Linked DNA regions of Mus musculus: regions 1 and 2 are each linked to region 3. The links are chromatin contacts, called in public promoter capture Hi-C maps. All regions are on one chromosome and are shown on one strand. Each heading gives the region's core, a stretch centred on a gene start, on an enhancer-like site or on the middle of the called end of the contact. The rest is flanking DNA. Distances are from core to core; before and after follow the strand shown. Region 1 holds the start of Itgb3bp (integrin beta 3 binding protein (beta3-endonexin)). Region 2 holds the start of Alg6 (asparagine-linked glycosylation 6 (alpha-1,3,-glucosyltransferase)). Region 3 holds the start of E130102H24Rik (RIKEN cDNA E130102H24 gene).

Region 1 (4,098 bases), core at 1,120-3,619, 1.5 Mb before region 3:
TTTGCTTGCCTTTAAACCTTAAAGGCTGTATGCAGTCTTCCTACGAATCTGTTCTTCAGTCACTGTTTTTAAAATCCTAACCATTGTATCTTCATTAATTTATTCCTTTCCACTTATTTTAGATTCATTCAGGCTACACTTATTTCCCCAATTGCTTTTCTTAAAAAAAAAAAAAGAATAGAATGTTATTTTCCAGTCAAATATAAAGAAAATTATGAGTGAGTACAGATTACACCTTTCCACAATTGCATACCAAAACGTCATCATTTCAACATCACTGAAAATCAGTCCAGTTTCTGGGACTGGAGAGATGGCTCAGAAGTTAAGAGCACTTGCTACCCTTACAGAAGACTGGGGTTCAGTTCCCAGCAACGGTATGGTGGCTCATTATCATCTCTGACTCCAGTTCTGGGGCACATGATGATCTCTCCTGGCCTCCCTGGGTACCAGGTTGTAAGTGATTCATATACATACATGCAGGCAAAACACTCATCCACATTATAAAAAAAATGGTTTTTTTTTTTTTTTAGCTATCTTTTATAAGAACTTCCCAAGGTTTCTATTAGTACCACTTTGACTTCATAGTTTATCACATTTAAAAACAAAGCATCTCACTAACGAAGACGGAACTCTGCTACCAAAGCAGTGGTTCTCAACCCTTCTAATGCTGCAACCCTTTAATAAAATTATTTTGTTGCTACTTCATAACTTTAATTCTGCTACTGTTATAAATCATAATGTAAATATCTATATTTTCCAGTGGTCTTAGGTGGCCCCTGTGTAAGGCTGTTCGACCACCAAAGGGGTCATAACCCACAGGTTGAGAACCACTGCGCTACAGCGTGACTATGCTTCATACATGAAATTATTATGATGGCTTTAATCTCTTTGCTAAAACACATTAGCAGCAAAGCTGGGTCTAGGATGTAGTTCATCAGGTACAGTGCTCAGTTACTATACACAAAGCTTTAGGTTGGACCCCCAGCACTGAATAAACAGTGGGCGGTATGCAATCCCAGCACTGGGGGAGGTGGACGGAAAATTAGAAGTTTGTTGTTTTCTTCAGCTACAAAGTGAGTTTAAGATCAGCCTGGGTTATACAAGCCCCTGATTCTTTAGAAAAATGGACCAACCAACACAACTGCTAAAAATATGGGATGTCAATGTACTTAATGAAACTCTTCTAATATAACAACATCTACTCATATATTAAAGTTGCCAGTTGCCAGAAAAATATCCACTTCCAATAGATTTTGGTTCCTCACTTCTGTAAACAGATCAGGAACATAGTTTACACACCAAATTCATTTTCATTCTTTTCCTGCTTAAGTTTTGTTCCCTCATCTTTGCCAGCAATGTTATAATAGACATTTTTCTAATGCATTAAAAGATAAACCTTTTTAGAATGGTGAGTTAATAAATATTGTTATTTCCGAAGGTCCTCCTTCTTTTATGTCAGCTCATATCTTACACAAGTATCCCCGATAATATCTTAGTTTGCATTTTACTCAAACAGGAAAATGTTACCCTAGCAGGAAGTACCTAAATCAGCCTGGTACGGGGGTAGCCAAAGAAGTATTACAAGAGTTAGGTCTTCCTCCTCCCTCAAATTCTTTAAAAAGACCCTGTTTTTTTTAAAAACAAAACAAAACAAAAAAAAAAAAAAACCTGTTTATACAACCGCTAACTGTGCTTTATATAGCCTATGTAGGGTAGCCGAAGGGTAGCAGTCTAGCACAATACCCATCTCTACTATGGTCATTTTCGGTAATCACATTATTGGGGTTGGGCTGTAACTTAAAGATGACCCAATACAAACCCACTTTTTACTTTTTTCAAGCTTATTTTTATAAGTAAGAAAAGTAAATCACTTATTACTGAGTTGCTAAGTGATAATCTTAAGAATCTTTCAGTGCCTGAAATCCATTCAGTCCATGAAATCTCTCCCGAGTTTCAGAGAACTCACTACACAAATGCTTAACAAGCATTTAAAAATTCTACAAATTACAGAGAAATGTTTACTTAATATACTCTTTCATTCTTAGTCATTTCAAGTTAGACATTACTCAGATTTAGCCCGCAGCTTACACAATGATGTGAAGTTTTAAGAGTCAAAGAAGTGTTGGAAGGGTAGAGGTAGGTTGGGAATACCAAGCATCCCGACGCTGTCAACAGAGAAAAGTTTATAGAAATAAAAAAGACAAGGTGACCATGGGACGGCATACTCTTCCTGTATACTCTTTTTGCTCATAGAGGGCCCACAAAACAGCAACGTCTGGGGAAGGGATACCTACGGCATTTCGGGACTCCGTTGCTGGACAGAACCAACTGAGAAACCGCAAACGCGGAAGCATAAAAAGCCCGCGTAGTAAGCGCTGGATGAGGTGTCACCCCGTATGCAGCTCGCCGGAAACAGTCTCCGCGCGAGAAAGAGCCTGAACGTGTTCAAGGAAATGGTGCAGGGAGTCTAAGGCCAGAATCCATTTAGCCCCAGCCGCATGCAGCGCACGACCCTCCTCACTATTGTGGACATGCCAGCCTCGCAACAGATAAGCTACAATGCCATGGCTGTTCTCTCTCGGTCAATGGTCCACAAATCTCTGGTCGGAGCGTTTGGAAGGTGCTCTGCCTCTTATTTCCGGTGGCGGCGAGGCGCAGTTGCTATGGTAATCTAAAAAAGGCGGAGGTCTGTCCGGTTGCGCCGAGAGGTTCGCGGATCTACTAACGAAAATTGGCTGCTCTTCTTGGTTTGTGAGCTGAAATTAGGTAGCCACCAAGCCTCTCTCTTGCTCTGTCGCTCGCTCTGCTCTTCATTGTGCGGCCGCCTCTCCCATCTGCTACGTTTACTTCTGTGTCCTCCTAAGAGCCGGTGCATGCCCCGAAACACACAAGGGGATGCAGCATCGTGGCCAGAGGAGTACAAAAAACGGAGAGAGCTTGTCTGGGATTAGTTGTGACTGTTTCACGGTGCAGCGACGGTGACTGGATGGCTCTCTGTTTTCATTTGGCCCTTTAGACGCCTTAGGCGCTTTTAACAGTTTATTTTTCCTGCTTATTGTGTGCCTAGTTATTTATGGAGCCGTTTGCTACAATATACTCTCCAGGCCCCTGTCTCAGACTTGGGCTAGAATTTTAAATAAAAGGTGGTTTCCGAGCCCTAGGGGTGCAATTATATATTTATTTAAGCTTCAGTTTGGACTGTCTTCACAGGAAGGGAAAGAATAGAATTCTGGAACATTTCTGTCCAGGGATTTTCATGTGAGAATAACCCCATTTGGAAGGAGCACTTGAAGATCCTTAAAAATGTTTTTAAATTGCTTGCTGTAAGCCGAGTGCTTGCTCTTCCTTATTGGAATAGTTTTCTTTCCCGTTTGTGAGATGGCGCGCACGCATATGTGTTTAAAACCGATGTTTAATTATGGTGATACCAATTTGCAGTAACCAGACTGTGACACCACATCCCTATGGGGTCCTTCTAAATCTGGTGTAATATGAAAGTGTCAGGCAGGCGGTCTGTGTATTATAAATAGGGTACTTCATCCATGATAAGCGATTATTATCTTTCTTTCCCAAGTGTAAAAGACCTACATAATTCAAGAAGGTGCCAGTGATTTAGGCCTCCTGAGTATGAATCCAATGAGTCCTGAAGGGGACCCTACCTGTGTCATCTTATTGTTCAACTTGAACTATTCAATTTATTAGATTGGAATGTATTTTTAGAAGTCAACGCAGGATAAAGCAATGTTGGAAGCCATTAGACCACCAGAACAATTTTGCCCTGCATAGTAGCCTTTGTTCAATAAACCTTCATTCACATTAAAAGAAGAAATGACTGAGATTTCACAAATTACCACTGACTGGGTGACATCTCTGTCCCTCAATTTCATCATCTGTAAAATGGACAAAAAGTGCCTGGTCAGTGTAGAAAGGATTAAATAAGACGTTTGATTGTATATTAATGTCTTATGAGCAGACATGCTGTATAGACACTAAATATTATTACTAGTAAAGGAACTTTATAAAGCTCAATGTAATCGGTGGAACTTCAAATATCCAGTGATTTGACATGAGCTGTATTATAGAAATGTGAATGAAATG
Region 2 (4,339 bases), core at 85-2,584, 1.6 Mb before region 3:
ACTACAGTGTAGCATCTTCTTCCAAGTCGATTCCAAGCTTCCCAACACACTACCTTGGGGACCATCCCATAATATTCTTTCCTTTAACCTTGCTGTCCTGCACACTTCCTACATTACAAAGACCTTTACACATCCCCTGTCCCATTGACCCTTCCTAGTTCTCACCCTGGTCTAACCATAACTTTTCCCTCTGACACATCCATTATCACCTGTGTCTGATTTTTCTTTCAAAGCTAAGGTGGCTCATTCAGGAAGAAGCCTTTCCTGACAGTTAATAGTTTACACCGAGTCCAAGTCTTGTCTTAACTCCCATGGACTGTGGTGTGTATACTACTAATGTGACAGTGTGCACTTCATTGTGCTGCTTTCTATTCTTTTTTTGCATGGGAAATGCTTTTTGAAGAGAATTTTGTGAGAGCAGAGACTCCAGTGTAGTCAAACAGGTGAGCTCTAGGTTGAGTGAAAGACTGTCTCAAAATGTAAGGTGGGGATGGATAGAGAAAGACACCAGCATCGACCTTTGATCTCTTCAAGTACACACAGGTAACACATACTTCTTCCCCCACCCCCAATTCACCTCCCCCAGCAATACTCAATATTTGTTTTCACTTATGTCAGAGTTGGTGTCTACAAAATGGCACAAATCAAAAGCAGGGTGTGAGGGAAGGAGGGGGATATTATTTTTGGCAAATGTGGGAACGGATGGTTCAAGTTGCCTGATGGGGCATGTAGTGTCTATTCTGGGACGGAGTTTTTTTTTTTTTTTTTTTTTTTTGGCGGGTCAGGGACAGGGTCTTGCTGTGTATCTCAGGCTGACCCTCTTACTCTCCATCCTCTTGCCTCAGCCTCCCTAGAGGTGAGAATGTCACCGTGTGTAGCTATTGCTGCTCATAGGCTCAACCCAGAGGCTCTAGAAACGGTTTCTCACTAGAAGTAACTTCTCAACTTTACTGGGGCAAGTAGTCTTTGCTTAGCTCTAAGAAAGTAGGCTGGCTGCTGTAGGGCACTGACCCAGGAGGAAGACCTGCCACTCGGGATGAGGACTGGCCAAGGGCTCGCCAGTGCGAAGAGCGCAGGAGCCGCCCCTCACAGGAATCCGTGGGCTAAGCAGCCGCTCAAGCTTTGGCCGTGGTCCCGGGAAAGAGGAGCAAGGGGCTTTCCACCTGCCCCTGACCTAACCCCAGCCGCCAGGCTTCTCGAATTCCAGGGCTTGCACCCCGCCTCCCGCAACGTGGCAGTCTAGCTCTCCCAGTCCCGCCCCTCCACGATGACTCCGCCCACCACTCCGCCCCCTCGCCTTACGGGCTCGCTCCCGTGAGCGCCGCTGGGAGCGCGCGTGCTCCTCGGGCTGTGAGTGCGCAGGCGCATTCGCTGGTTCTCTGCGGGCGCCAATTCTGGAGAGCAGAGGCTGGTAAGAGCCTGGGGTTGCCGAGGTCTGGAGGCGGCAGGCGTCGGGAGGTCCCGGCAGCCGGCTCGAGCGGGCTTCTCGGGGGCTTGTTGGGAGGTCTCGCCCATCCCCGAGATCCCCGGCGTGTGGCTGTCCTGCAGAAGTGACGCGGCCTGGCCGGATTGGCCTCGGCGACCCTGTCCCCGCCGTCCTGTGGGTCTGTCCCTCCCGAGGCTGATGTCCCGAGGGTACCTTAGCAGGAAAAAGAAGTCTGGGACTTGACGGTCTGGCCCCTTGTCGGGATGTGCCTGCTATCTGTGCGTGGCCTCCTGAGAAAGTTGCTGAGCTGCTCTTGCAGGTGGCACAGCAGTCGCCTGCTGTTTAAGGGGGAGATAGCCCGAATGGTGGCACTGGGAGGCAGAGGCAGGAGGATCTCAGGTTTCCAGGCCAGCCTGTTCTACATTGGAGAGTTTTAGGCTAGCCAGAGCAACACGGTGAGACCTCGTGTTTCACTGTGTTTCACACAGGACTTCCGAAAATGTAGTATCCCTCACTCTCTCCTCCCTTCTCCTGCCCACATTTGTCCACCCCGACTACCTTCTCTAGTCAAGTGGGTTCCTGCTTTCTGCCAACCGAACTCTAAGGATGGAAGGACATTGAAAGGACTAGAAATGATCTTTGCTCGCATAGCAATTTTGTTCTGAATAACAAGTGAATGGCATTTCCTCATAAGCTCGTTTGTTGGAATAACATGCTTGCAGAACCATACTGTACATAATTCTACTGGAACTTGTTGCTCATCACTCACCCAGGGAACGTATCTTTTTCTGTTTCTCAGTTCAAATAACAATATTCATTTCATCTCACAAGACCTCTCCAGAGAACCCCCCTCCTCATTAACCCTACCCCCTTAGGTAATTTTTGTTGTTGTTGTTTCTGTTGTTGATCTGTGGCTTTAAAAATGTATGGTTAAATACAATGCAGGGTGTTCTTTCAATTCTTTTTTTTTTTTTAATTTTTTATTAGGTATCGTCCTCATTTACATTTCCAATGCTATCCCAAAAGTCCCCCATACACTCACCCCCACTCCCCTCCCCACCCACTCCCCCTTTTTGGCCCTGGCGTTCCCCTGTACTGGGGCATATAAAGTTTGCAAGTCCAATGGGCCTCTCTTTCCAGTGATGGCCGACTAGGCCATCTTTTGATACATATGCAGCTAGAGTCAAGAGCTCCGGGGTACTGGTTAGTTCATAATGTTGTTCCACCTATAGGGTTGCAGATCCCTTTAGTTCCTTGGCTACTTTCTCTAGCTCAATTTATTTATTTTTTTTATTAATTTGTAGTACCATACATGTGTGCTGGCTAGTTTACTGTCAATTCGACAAGCTAGAGTAGGAAGCTTTAGTTGAAGAGAACTTCAACTAAAAAAAAAAAAAATGCTCCCGGGCTGGAGAGATGGCTCAGTGGTTAAGAGCACTGACTGCTCTTCTGAAGGTCCTGAGTTCAAATCCCAGCAACCACATGGTGGCTCATGACCATCTGTAATGAGATCTGACGCCCTCTTCGGGTGCATCTGAATACAGCTACAGTGTACTTAGATATAATAGTAAATAAACCTTAAAAAAAAAAAATGCTCCCACCAGGCTGGCTTATTGGCAAGACTGGTGCTTTTCTTTCTTTTTTAAAAAATAATTTTTTTTCAGACAGGGTTTTTCTGTGTAGCTCTGATTGTCCTGGAACTGGATTTATAGACCAGGTTGGCCTTGAACTTGGAGATTTGCTTGCCTCTGCCTCAAAAATGCTGGGATAGGAAGCATGCGTCACTATACCTGATTGCATTTTGATTGATGATTGATGTAAGAGGGCCTAGTTCATCAGAGAGGCTCTGTGAAAGTGCCAACATGTAGCAGGGAGACGCTGACTGAAATCTAAAAATTAGTCATTTATTCTGACTCTTAAAGATAGTTCTGGGGGGGGGGGCCTGAGGAAGTTAACAGTTAAGAGTGCTTGCTTCTGTTATAGAGGACCTGATTTCGATTCCCAGCCCCTGCCTCTAATTCTAGCTCCAGGCAGTTTGCCACCTCTGGCCTCTGAGGGCACCTGCACACTTGTGGACTTACACACACACACACAAAATTAAAAAAGAATCTTAAAGATTCCTATAAGTACAGACCTGTCATCCTAGTGCTTAGGATTCTGAGGCAGGAGAACCTAGAATAAGGTTGGTGACCAGCAACACAGTGAGATCCTGTCTCTACATCTAAAATACTATCATCAGCCAGGCCGTGTTTGGACTTGAAGAGGAAGTCCTTCCTGAGAAGGCCCTTTGTGTTTGGGCAGCTCTCATTTCCTTAGACTGCCTCCTCGGTGTTTATCTACTTATATTGATGTTGGGTATTGAACTCTGGACCTACCACTGGCCTGCACTCCTATCACGTTTTCTTGCCAACAATCAACGTGCCTGTTAAATGTGCCATCATTCACAGGCCCATGCAGAACTGAGGGTGTTAGTTATCCATTGCCTTCTTGTCAGTGAGCACACACTTGATTCTACCCCTCCCCTCACAGTTAAGTACAGTGCTTTGAATGTATTTGAATTTACAAATTTTTGTTAGGTCTGGAGTTAGATTTTCTCTATAGTTGCTAGAGAAAACTTTTTGGGCTTGAGTTTCATCTGTCGTGTAGCTGGTCTTCCACCATTGTGCGTTTGGCCAGCTGGGGCGGCGTGATACCTCTGAGGCTTCCTAGCTTTGGTACATTCATGATGCTGATAATTCAGCTTATCAAAAGGCTTGGGGTGTTTGTTTGTTTGTTTGTTTGTTTGTTTTAATTTTCCTGAAGAAGTACCTAGAAAACCAGATGATCTGGAACAGAGGACAGTTCATCTAACCCAGTCGTTATGGCTCTCAGTTTGCTGTCTGTCACCATGATAAGCACCATAACCATGGCCAA
Region 3 (4,254 bases), core at 548-3,047:
TGAATAATAAACACCACACCTCAGTTATCATTCATGAGCCTCAGTATTCCAGACTACCTCGAGAAAAGCATTTACTAACACTATAGCTTTCTCTTCCCTTTCACGCTGGGTCACAGCTCACTTTGTTCCCCCAGCCGCTGATTTCAAAGTTGATCTCGTGAAGGAACTGGATTCCTAAGGTAGTTAGTTCTATTTTGAGCCTTCTTCCTGTTCTGAAGCTAAAGTTGGAAGGGCTTAGTGGTGATGTCATGGAAGGGAGAAGTGCCTTTTTTCAGAAGGGTCTCTTCTGGCAATTCCCAGGACACATAGGTGGTGAACGATCCCCCTCTCACCATCCCTCACCTCTCCTTCCCTCTGGAGTCCCAGTTAGTCACTAGCCAGGAAGAAAATCAACTCTAATAACAGGCAATCACACTTGCATATTTTATATTCCAAACATAATAAATGAAAAGACAGAGAAAAAAATTGCCTAGTTCTAGGAAAGGGGTGGGGGTGGCTATCTCTCCCCATCCACTCTCTCCAATATAAGGCCAGGAGGAGCAAAAGGCACTGCAGAAAACAGCTGTTAGGAAGAATTCAGGAGGCTCCGGGAGGAGAATGCTACGGGGGTTTTGGAAACCGGAACTTGAGGACACCCCCCCCCAAATCCTTTCTTCTTCCCTCCCTCTTGGAAGAGACTTGGGGCTGGGTGTGCCTTCTGCTTTGAGAAGCATTTGGCTCGGTAGAAAGGCAAGGGGCCAGGGTGCGGCCCACAGGGAATAAAAGCTTAGGCCTGGCTCTGGGCTAAGTTTAGTGGGAGATAGAGGAGACCGGAGAAGTGCAGGTCTGAGTGGAAGACCTACTGTGGAATTAAAAAAAAAAAAAACCCTCACTAGGGGCAGGGCGGGAGACACCTCTCTTTTTCAACTTAAACTCAACAGTTCATTGCCGGTGGGAAGAAGGGTGAAGAAAGAGACAAATTTTAACGTAAACTGTGAATTGCAACTTCTGGGGACTAGAGAGGGCTGACGTACCAACGCTATCAGCAGGTGAAAAGAAGCGCCTTTTACCAATTCTGGGGTGTCGAGGTCTGGCCAAGCTCTGGTGGGCAGGGCACTGTCTGGCTTCTTAGCTCACCTCGCCTCCAAAGCGGGAAGAAGCATAGGTGTGGTCTTTCTCCAGGAAGGTGGCAGCTGGCTTCGCGGGGCAAGGGAAAGGATTCCTCACCGGGAAGGCGGGGAGGAGCCCCGGGGTCAGCTGCGGCCAGGAGCCGGGGTCTTCGCCAAGTCCCCTCCCCCTCCTGAAAACCGACCTGGACTAGGATCGATTACAGCAACACCCTCTCGCCTTCCCAATAATTTCGCAAATAATAGTAATAAGCCCAGCCCCTCTGGCGCACGTTTAAAACAAACAAGCAAACAAACAAAAACCCAGAGCCCTGAGCGGTGGAAACAAACAGGTGAGTCCAGGGAGAAGCGGGAAAGAGTGGGGGATAAGAGGGGGGGCGTTCCCAAACGTAAGGGGAAACAGAGGTTCTCCCAACCTCTCTCCATTTTCCTTCCCCCTGCCCCCCAAGAGTCTGCGTGACAGGCTAGGTACCGCAAAGCCCACTCTGACAGCCTTCCCGCAGCCCGCGCCCCCGCCTGCCTACCCTAGGCTCCCGTGTCCAGGCTTCGGGGACCGCGCGGCGCTCGCCCGCACCCCGGCCCGCCACCGCCGCCGCGGGGACTCCGCTCTTCCTCTCTCCGCCTCCTCCTCGCAGACTCCTCCCGCCGGATCCGTCATGTAAACAACATCCCGGCTCTATTTCCAGCGGCCGCGGGACGGCGAGGGAACCGCGCCAGCGCCCAGCCACCGGGCGGGGGTGGGGGGAAAAGCGAGTGCGCCACAGCTCCGGGCCTGGCCCCGAGCTGCCGCCCCGCGCGGTCCGCCGCCTACCGGAGCTGGCGCCGAGCGCCCAAAGGCGTCCAACAGCAGCCTCCGCCCCCGCCGTCGTCTCCGGGCTCCGGGATACGGGGCCGGCCCGGGTGCGAGCGCCGTGCGCGCGCCGCACAGCCGCTCTCTGCGCCCCGCGGGCCGGCCAGGGCGCGCCGCCAGCCCGGGGCCGAGAGCGCAGCACCCGGAGCGCGCACACGGACGCCGCCCCCGCGGCCGCGCGCACCCCGCACCCACCTGCGCCCTCGGGGGTCCCGAGCCCCCCTTTCTTTGTTCATCCCGCTATTTGCATGAGGATTATCTAATGACGCAGCAAGGCTCGCCACAACGTGACCGTCGCCATTTTTCTGTTTTTATTCTAGCTTTGCCATGTGATAGATTGGGGAAGGGGGGGGGGGGGTGGAAAAGGGAGAGAGACAGGATTGAAGGAAAAAAAAAAAAAAAAAAAACTTCCGGGTCTCATGACCGGGAAGGGAGAAAAACAAAAGGGAGACGAGACACAACTCCAGGCGAAGGACGTGGTGCGTGTGCGCGCGTGCGCGCCGGTCTCTCCGTGCCCAGGAGCCGGAGGCTGGGGTGCTCCAAGCATCCTCCCATCATCAGGGTCCGCGGATCCTGGTTGTGCGGGCCTTGTGCTCCATCCTTCTGCTGGGTACCCGGCTGCCTGCCCTTGCCTGGCTCCAGTGGCTCAGTGGTCCATTCAAATAACAGAATCGGAAGACCGCTGCATTTTCTAAGTTGTAAAACAGTTCGCTCCGAGGACCCCCACATGGCGAGGGCAGGGGGAATCAGACCAGTTCAGATTTTCTTTCTGCTTCCTTTTCTCTTTTCCTAAAGCTGGACGCACAGCTTAGGGATGGTTTGTGGCGTTGCGGGCTTTTTGGTTTGGTTTGGTTTGGTTGGGCGAGGGCGTGCATCGTGGCTGGATTTATTGAGGTAGAAATTTAAATAAAAGGTTCAGTGCTAGGAAGGGTTGAGAAGACTGCTGCAGAGCTTTGGGCCGATTCGTGTTCTACCGTGTTAATTCACATTCACAGGACGTGATAGGTGCCCAGAGTTCACGGTTGCTGAAAGGATAAATGTCTGGAACTCTGCCAGGTCTCAGTGACAGAGTTTGGTGCTTTCGGTTACTTGTGTGTGTTCCTTCAAGAGCTTTCACTTTTGTTTCTCTTCTGCGTGCCTCTCGTATGATTGAAAGCAGAAGTGGACCTTAGCGTTGACTAGGGCGCTACCACTTACAGGTGAGAGACACAGGGTAGGTCTAAGCTAAATACCGTGTTAGACCCCAGTTTGTTTGGACCGAGAGACAGCTGAGGGGGTAAAGTAGAGCCTAGCACCGTGCAGCTGTAGTTCCGTTTTGTAACATTCCTGTGCCTAGAACTTAAAGATGGATAACTCAGAACTGCTAACCCCACAGGACTGCTGCGGGGGTTCATGACCTCTTCCGGCACCTTTCTTGAGTGTTGACTCAAATATGTGTGTGAACACAGCTTCTTTTCCTCTTCTTCTGGGGAGCATCCTTGTCATTGAACAAGGCAACATGTGTGCTGTGAAGTGTTTCTGTCCTGCTCACAGAGTTGAAAGCTCTCCTGTGTCTTCGTAATATTTATTTCATGGTGCCTTTCAACGTCGGGATTCGGGACAATGACTGGCTTTTCCGCTAGTGGGGACAAGCTTTGAGAACCACAGCTCTCTGTAGTCAACACTGTTTTCTTGCCATAAAAGCCAAGGGAGGCTTGAAGGAGACCTTTCCCACAATCCAATCCTGACCAGTCTAGGAAATTCCTTGCGTGTTTCCGGTAAAGGTTGGACAGAAGTCGTTTCATGGCTCTTACACCTTTTGCTGACCATTCTTGGCAGGCTTCTTTGGTTGCACATCCAAGTAAAACATACTTTGTTCTCTCAACTTTTTAAACTAACTGCTTTCCCCCATCTTTTTTTTTCTTTCTTTCTTTCTATATTTGGCTCCTCTTCTTTGAATTCTCTCAAATTCAAATAAATAAATTAGTTATGCCGACTCCTGCTCTTTTGCTTTCATGGACTAGACTACAAATGCTTGAAGTCTGAACTGCGATTTAATCTTGTTGAGTTAGGAATCAAATCATAGGTTCTATGTTTTCCTTAGAGGGGAGTAGGAACTGAACCCAGGGCCTAATGTATGCTAGGGAACAGTGTCCCTGATCTGCACCCTAACTCAGAACCTCTAGGTCTGGGACCCTATGAATTAGCTCCCAGTGCTAGTAGCAGGCCAAAAAGGGCTGTTGAAAAGATGCATGTCCATATTTATATGTCCATGTTATATATATATGGACCTGGGAGATTCTGTTGCATAGCTGCGTA

What was found. Promoter capture Hi-C pulls out the DNA fragments that hold promoters and counts their contacts.
Region 1: a contact with region 3 is called in a promoter capture Hi-C map of pre-B cells, with 7 times the contacts expected there. The contact joins the promoter of Itgb3bp here to the promoter of E130102H24Rik in region 3. A contact is called at or near these places in 3 of 39 promoter capture datasets (the C10 cell line, hippocampal neurons and pre-B cells), 1 of 115 datasets of contacts at active chromatin or transcription factors (large pre-B cells) and 2 of 9 other capture datasets (adipose tissue and liver).
Region 2: a promoter capture Hi-C map of pre-B cells shows a contact between it and region 3, with 4 times the contacts expected there. The contact joins the promoter of Alg6 here to the promoter of E130102H24Rik in region 3. A contact is called at or near these places in 1 of 39 promoter capture datasets (pre-B cells), 1 of 484 Hi-C or Micro-C datasets (uterus) and 1 of 9 other capture datasets (embryonic stem cells).

The regions. Positions count from the first base shown.
Region 1 is chr4:99,826,789-99,830,886 of GRCm38.p6, forward strand. It overlaps Itgb3bp (integrin beta 3 binding protein (beta3-endonexin)), which reads right to left and starts at 2,370. Exons shown (of 9, transcript NM_026348.4): 1 at 2,295-2,370. The coding sequence starts at 2,299. Efcab7 (EF-hand calcium binding domain 7) reads left to right here and starts at 2,657. Exons shown (of 14, transcript NM_145549.2): 1 at 2,657-2,766.
Region 2 is chr4:99,714,296-99,718,634 of GRCm38.p6, forward strand. It overlaps Alg6 (asparagine-linked glycosylation 6 (alpha-1,3,-glucosyltransferase)), which reads left to right and starts at 1,335. Exons shown (of 15, transcript NM_001081264.1): 1 at 1,335-1,411.
Region 3 is chr4:101,354,451-101,358,704 of GRCm38.p6, forward strand. E130102H24Rik (RIKEN cDNA E130102H24 gene) reads right to left here and starts at 1,798. Exons shown (of 2, transcript NR_040708.1): 1 at 1,631-1,798. The region is part of intron 1 of 0610043K17Rik (RIKEN cDNA 0610043K17 gene); the gene reads left to right.